Linked DNA regions of Sus scrofa: region 1 is linked to region 2. Evidence: chromatin contacts called from public Hi-C data. All regions are on one chromosome and are shown on one strand. The core of a region is the stretch at or near the end of the contact, and the rest is flanking DNA. Distances in the headings are between cores, read along the strand shown. Region 1 overlaps FAM198B (protein FAM198B). Region 2 has its middle 170 kb from the start of TMEM144.

Region 1 (4,099 bases), core at 1,373-3,872, 130 kb before region 2:
ATGTATTTCTCTGATGATCTGGCTTGGTCTAGGAGTTGAGTTTCAGTATCTGGGAGGGTGGGTAGCCAGCAGATCCTATTATTAATCTGCCCTGAGTGTTGCATGTGTTCTCTGATTTTGGATGAATATTTGTGAAAATAAATTCATGCTGGGTACCAAGAACATAGCCAGTCTGAATTGCGTGTTGAATATAGATATTTATCTCAGTTCATCTTTCAAAGAAACCTATGCAGTACACTTTTTTTTAACTTCAATTTTGAGGTGAAATAAAGGTAAGAAGTTCACGCTATGAGTTAATTGTCCAAAAAGAATTCCAGCCCTTGTCTTATAACTTCCAAGTCTTTCCTCTTTCTTCTTTCCTCACCAGTTGTTTTAGGGTCTTTAAGGTATACGTTCTTTCTTCATCACCACAGCCTATTTATGTGTCTTGTTTCCTAACATAACGCAACCCCAACGACCGGCACACTGCTGAACAGATCCAGGCTGTTGGCACATTTTACATCTCAGGGAGACAACAAGCTTAACCACAGCAAGAGTAATAGTGAATGTTACCACACACCAGGCACTGTTTAAGTACTATGCACATATTATCTCATTAAATCTTCTTAAACTTTTTATGTGGTGGATGCTCTAGGAGAGACAGTTTGTGGATGTAGAAGTAGAGACCCAGTGGAATTAAGGATCTTTGCTCAAAGTCATACAAATTACCTGGATGTTAAAAGGATACATAAATGCAAAGGGAGGGAGGTATAAAAGAGCATCAGGTGCTATGATATGCTCTGCCAGCCTCAGGCTCTCAGATGAAGCTTTCTGTTTATTTAGTCCAAAAGCAAAAGGCCGCAGGTATAAAGCTCATCTTTAGGTATTTATTTGTAAAACTGGCATAGTTGATCCTATCAGCCCAGAGCCACTAGCCCCTAGCTCAGGGACAAGTTCTTGGTTCTTTTTTTTTTTTTTTTTTCTTTTTATGGCCACACCTGCAGCACAGGGAAGTTCCCAGGCTAGGGGTCGAATCAGAGCTGCAGCTGCAACATATGCCACAGCCATGGGAACACCGAATCTGAGCCACATCTGTAAACTGCACTGCATCTTGCAGTAACACCAGATCCTTAACCCACTGAGCGAGGCCAGGGGTTGAACCCACATCCTCACAGTTACTGTTGGGTTCTTAACCTGCTGAGCCACAATAGGAACTCCTGGTACAGGAGTTGTATAACTTAATGAATTCTAGATGACTCCCCTTGAAAGCAAGAATATATAGATATATGAAATTAGCAGGCTTATCGGTCCTATACTATAGATCAGACCATTTTCTAACGGTGTCACTCTAAAGACATTCCAGAAAATGAGAAGGGTATACTCAGGGAAGGGCAAGGTTGTAATTAGGAAGCGAGGGCCAGTGTGCTGTGCTACAAAATCCAGCCATGATCAGTGGACCAGAGTCTCATCCTATATGTGTCTTTGTGGGAAACGCAAAAGTGAATTGAAATCTAGCATCGAGGACCTTTTTATAAAGTCCACATTTGCAATAAGGAAATATTTTTCTACTGTAAATCTGCAAAAACTCTTGTGGGTCTATACTGCATTTGGTGACTTTGCCTATTTGTGTCACTTAACAATTTCACACAGCAGATAATATTGATACTTTAAGCATGGGAATCCTGAGGCTTGGTGATGGTGTGAAATTCATCTAAGGACACATAGGTAGTGAGCAGTGGAGCTGGAATTTGTACCCAATTCTGCCTGATACTAAAGTCTCCTCCTGTTGCTTCTCTTAAAGCACATTACCTCCCAAATATAACTTGATGTGGTTATGGTAGAGTAACAACAATGTTTACATTGTAACATCATTTCCAGTTTTTCATTATGCACATTTCTATTCGCCTTTTTCTTCAAATCAACAATTTTAACATATTTTTACTCAAGGGAGGTGTGACACTGCACTGAATACTGCGACACAGGTTGTCTTTTTAATTTAAAAAAATTTTTAAAAAGTTATAGTCGATTTATACTGTGGTACCTATGGCAATGTGTATACACACACACACACACACATCTATATATATCTATATCTATATATATATATATAGGTACACACACATATATATTCCCGTTCTTATATTATCTTCCATCATGTCTTTCTCTTTCTGACTTACTTCACTTAGTATGAGAATCTTTAGTTGCATCCATGTTACTGCAAATGGCATTATTTTGTTGTTTTTAAGATACAATCCAATTTTTACCAGATTTTCTTGTTTTATCATAAATAATCATTTGTATATAAATATGACCAAACCTATTAGTACATTTTCTGCCAAACTGTCCTTGGGAAAATCATCAGTCATGACGAAGGTTACCAAATATTATGTGGTGCTGATACATTTAGATAATTTTTAACAAAATATTTTGAACTACTTATCTCAGACAAGACAAAGCAGACTATGTCCATGTGAAAGTCAAGAGCAGAAGAGCCCAGCACCCCTGTGATCTTCCATTTAGCAGCTTGGCCAAGCTTCCCAGCAATCTGCATGGAGATGGGAATGAATCCTGAGGGCTACCATTTTGGTAGCATTTAAGCATCGTGCTATTTTTCATGCCCAGCATGGAAGATGCATTATGTGTGCTTTATTTTTAGGATGTTGCTTCATTGCCACAGAGCTGTCAGACTGAATTAAGGTAGCCTCGTTCCAGGAATTCTGTATGTGAAGGCTGCTTGGATGACAAACTGCAGGCACCCCACCAACTTTCATTTAGATTCGTTGTAGATCCCCAGTTGCTTACTGCTTTCTGACTTGCACTGCCTCATCTTATCATAAAGTAGGAGACATCCAGGGTGTATTTTCCACTCTCTTTTTGAGTACATGTGAGTAGTGCTGTCAGTTGGAGGTGTGACTGCCAGAGCAGGGGGACGGCAACTGTACATTTCATGTTGTCCAAGGCTCTCAGGTAAGGATAGAGAGGAAGTTATGAGAATAACCCAGATACCCCCACAATTTGGAAGCACTTTTACCTCAAAACCCTAGAAATCTTGGACATGGGTGCCAACTTTCTTAAAATATCTATTCAGGAGCATAAGAGTCATGTCTTATTTCTGCAAATCTGTATTGAAACCTCATTGTGTTCTTTATCAGAAAAGCCCCAGGGATATTTCTTTAACAGTCACATTGAGCTGGTCAGCTTAATACTTTCACTTTCATTTATTACTGCACAAAAATTTACTGAGTGTGGGCTCCAAGTGGTGCTAGGCTCTGCTGCCCAATTGTTTGTTCATTACCTACCTTCCTCAGCAAGGTGGAGGAACTGGGAAACCCTCTCTGCTGTGCCTCTGGGCCATGTCCCCTGATCTCCTGTGAGGCTGGAAGAGAATGGACAGTATGTGGCAGTTGCCATGGTGCTCACGGCCTAAAAATGCTTGTTCCTCCATTCCATACAATCTATTCCCTTCTACAGCATCCTATTTATCTTTTCTTCTTTTGAGAAATATTTATTGAGCATTTGCTGTATGTAAGCCACTCTTGTAGTCATTGGCAACTATGTCAGTAGACAAAACAGTCAAGAATCCTGTCTTCATGGAGCCAGACTACACAAAAGCTCTGTGGCCTGGGAGGGGATCTTCCTATGGCCACTGATTTCAAATTTCTCAGCACCAGCCTGAGCCCAAGGTTATGACGTTTTCATTAGACCTGCTCTGCTGGAGTCTCTCAGTTGGTTTGAGGACCACACAGAAGCTGACCTCAGTTAATGGGCAAATATTGACATTTGGGTTGAATTCAGTTGCATGTTAGCATTTACTTTCTGTGTGTGAGGCACTGCTCTCAACATGAGGGTGAAGCTGTCTGGTTTCTAATTTAGATAGCTTTACAGTTAAGAGTGGGGGCTGGCATTTCGGTTTGCTAGAACTTCCATCACAAATACCACAAACAGAGGGGCTTAAACAACAGGCATTTCTTTCTCACAGTTCTGGAGGCTAGAAGTCCAAGATCCAGGTGTCAGCTGGCTTGGTTTCTTCTGCAGCCTCTCTCCTTGGCCTGGCAATGGCCACCTTCTTCCTTTGTCTTAATCTGATCTTTCCTCTGTGGCTGTGTGCCCTCATGTTCCT
Region 2 (3,637 bases), core at 934-3,433:
GGACTAGACCCCTAGGTTAAGTCCTGAGGTGCCAGAAAGACTGGAGAACTCTTTTCCTAGCTATTTACATTCCAAAACCTATGAAGTCCAGGACTTGGCAACATCTCTAGGTCACAAAAGCAGGAGACATTCAGTATTTATCTGGGCCTTGGAAAGATGAATTTACATTCCAAAAGTTCAGAGTGGGAATCCAGGATTCCTGCCATCACTTCTCAAAGAAGCAAAAGTTATATATTTTTTCTCCTTTTTTTCATAAAGGGAGGTAGATAGCTGTCTCTCCAATGGATGTAACAGAAAAATGCACTGGTCTCCATTACTTTGGAGATAAAGACTGAAGTTTGGATGCATAAGACGTTATGCATGACTTTCTTCCTGTCACCTCTGGGGTAAGGATAAAGAGGTGAGGGACCACAATGCCGTTGTTTACTTTTATTTTAATTAACTAATTAATTAATTAATTTTGTTTAGGGCTGCACCTGTGGCATATGAATGTTTCCAGGATAGAGTTCAAATCAGAGCTAAAGCTACCGGCTTCCGCCACAGCCACAGCAATGTGGGATCTGAGCAGTCTGCGACCCACATAGCAACTCATGGCAATGCCAGATTCTCTGACCCACTGAGTGGGGCCAGGGATCAAAGCCGCATCCTCATGGACACTAGTCAGTTTCGCTACCACAGGGGGAACTCTATTTTCTTTTGAGGTGAAACATAACAGTCTATCTTTGATACAGAATACCTCTGCCTCATTTGGATATTCAGGATAAAATTAGTAAAGATTGATATTAAAAATCTAGCACTTCTCTCAGGGATACCAGGCAGATGCAGACTCAGCATCAAGCTCAGGCCTCTGATGATGTGCTTGTCTTCATCTCATGGGTGTGCTAGAGGGTCCATCTATGCGTCCAGCTGTGGCACCTCTGGATACAGAGATTTTTGGGGATAAAAAGTATTTGCTTTGCATACATTCAATACACAAGGACTGATTAGGTTCAGAACACCATAATAAAATGTGGGAAAAGAGAAGAATGGAAGTCACAGCCAATTTGTTCATTCAATGATGACATCTGCTGGACAATGTATCTATCACAGGCCCTCCACCCTCCCACTCCCAAGACTACTCATTTTTCGTAGTATGAAAGTTAACTGCTTACCACACCTATTATCTTCTCCATATACTCTGGACTGTGCGCTATTTGTATCTCACCACTTTGCATCCAGAACTTCCCCAGCCATGGCTGGATACACACAACAGTTAATTGAATATGCCGGATTAGAACTCAGTCAAGAATTACTTACTGAAACTAACCCTGAGCAAAGAATCACACCTGGGATGAGGTCCCTGTGAAATTCCCCATCCTCTCAAAAATATCTGATTTTTCACTGTTTGACTCTTTCAAATTGCCTTATACTGCCTGAAATTTACTTTCTATATTACAGATAATTTTTTTAGGGTTAATAATAAACACAATAATTTTTATCTCTATACACCAAACTTACATACATAGAGCCAATGTAAGAAAATAAAACATTTCTAATATCCTCTTAAGGCATCGTGTGAAAAATGACACTGAAATAAATCAAACATGCCACCCAGATGAACAGATATACAACTCTTGGAAATCAACTAAGAAAATTTAAATCAACTTTCATTCTAATTGAAAACTCTAAATTAAGGAATAGTGCTACCCACCTCCAATTTTCTTTTCTTTAATGTTTTATTGTCATTGATTTACAACATTCTGTCAATTTCTGCCGTACAACAAAGTGACCCAGTTATACATATGGAATGAAGCACTTAATGTACTTGCATGCACAGTGAGTATATAGTTTTGAATAATCTCAATAAGTGCACAATATGTATTCATGAGGTGATATAATGCTTCTTGGTTTGATAAGGCATTACTTAAAGAATTTCTTTTGGCACTCCAAAGAAATGCTTACCGATAAGACAACAGATGTTATATTTAAAATTAACCTCAAATAAAAATAGCAGGTGTGAAAACAAAAGTCAAGTGGGATTTATCTCTTGCTCCCTCCCTCTCTTGTCTCTGTCTCTTTAACTTGCTTTCTTTCCTTCCGTTATTTATAGGAGACAATTTTTATCCTTACACATTCATGCTCTCAACAAATATTCAACAAGTACCTATTATGCAATATTTCTATACAATAGTGTTCTGAGGTTTGGGCAATTTTATACATTTTGAATTAATTTTTTTTGAGTTTTTAGTGCATTCATGGAGTTCAAAAATCTACATTATATATATATATATATATGCATTTATATATATAGTCATTGATCCTGTCCCTGGCCACCCTGTATTGACTGAACATTCTTACGGAACTGTGTTTTATAAGTTCCTGTGTAACCTTCTCTATATAAATACAGGCAAATACATACCATTAATTACCTCCCTAAACAAAGGATATGGCTCTGTTACATACCTTAACTATGATCTTTGTTTGTTTGTTTTTTACTTAACTATGTATCCTGGAAAATTTCCATATCAGGGTATAAAAACCTTCTTCATTATTTAAAAATTCTTCACATATGTAGCTATACTATAGTTAATTTAATCCATCCCATTTAGATGGACATGACTAATTGTCATTGGATCGTTTGCTAACAGACAAGTACTGCAAAAAAATAACTTTCTATGTAAAAAATAATTTTAGGTGTTTCTGCAGGGAAAATTCCCATAACAGTGGCTGGACAAAAACATTTTAAATTTTGTTAGGTTTCATCAAATTCCCCTCAAGATAGGTTATGGTATTTTGTACTCCCATTAAGAATGAATGGGGAGTTCCCGTCTTGGTGCAGTGGAAACGAATTTGACTAGGAACCATGAGGTTGCGGTTGGATCCCTGGCCTTGCTCAGTGGGTGTTGCTGTGAGCTGTGGTGTAGGTTGCAGACATGGCTCGGATCTGGCATTGCTGTGGCTGTAGAATAGGCCAGCAGCTGTAGCTCTGATTGGATCCCTAGCCTGGGAACCGCCATTCCTCGTGGGTGAGGCCCTAAAAAGGCAAAAGACAAAAGACAAAAAAAAAAAAGAAAAAAAAAAAGAATGAATAGAAATGCTTTTATTTTCATATATGCTGACCAACAGAGTGTATTGTCATTTTTTTTTTTTTTTTTTTTTTTTTTTTTTTTTTTTTTTTTTTTTTTTTTTTTTTGTCTTTTTGCTTTTTTAGGGCTGCTGCCTGCGGCATATGGAGGTTCCCAGGCTAGGAGTCTAATCCAAGCTGTAGATGCAGGCCTATGCCAGAGCCACAGCAATGCGGGATCTGAGCCTCTTCTGCGTCTGTGACCTACACCACAGTTTATGGCAATGCCAGATCCTTAACCCACTGAGCGAGGCCAGGGATGGAACCTTCAGCCTCATGGTTACTAGTCAGATTCATTAACCACTGCGCCACAACGGGAACTCCATTGTCAAATATTTTGAATTTTGATAAATATTATAGGTAAAATTATCATAATATTTTAACTAAGATTTAATTTATGGTGAATGAGATTGCAAAGTTTTCATTATTTCTCAGGGGATCTTTTCATTTGATTTTCAATGACCTGTTCATGTCTTTGCTGTGTTTTCTCTTGGGTTATTGGCTTTTTTTCTTGGTTTCTAGGTATTTACATAC

The links. A called contact is a pair of places that touch in the nucleus more often than the background predicts.
Region 1: a Hi-C map of fetal heart ventricle shows a contact between it and region 2, with 3 times the contacts expected there. The contact joins two enhancer-like sites. A contact is called at or near these places in 6 of 47 Hi-C or Micro-C datasets (embryonic fibroblasts, fetal heart ventricle, heart right ventricle and 3 more) and 1 of 2 datasets of contacts at active chromatin or transcription factors (skeletal muscle).

Annotation. Positions count from the first base shown.
Region 1 is chr8:47,087,989-47,092,087 of Sscrofa11.1, reverse strand. The region is part of intron 2 of FAM198B (protein FAM198B); the gene reads left to right. Among named protein-coding and RNA genes, the nearest start is that of TMEM144, 44 kb to the left of the region's middle. Within about 2 kb of position 2,622, at least 18 of the 83 cell types and tissues checked have an H3K27ac peak or open chromatin away from gene starts, as enhancers often do.
Region 2 is chr8:46,962,612-46,966,248 of Sscrofa11.1, reverse strand. No RefSeq gene overlaps it. Among named protein-coding and RNA genes, the nearest start is that of TMEM144, 170 kb to the left of the region's middle. Within about 2 kb of position 2,183, at least 2 of the 83 cell types and tissues checked have an H3K27ac peak or open chromatin away from gene starts, as enhancers often do.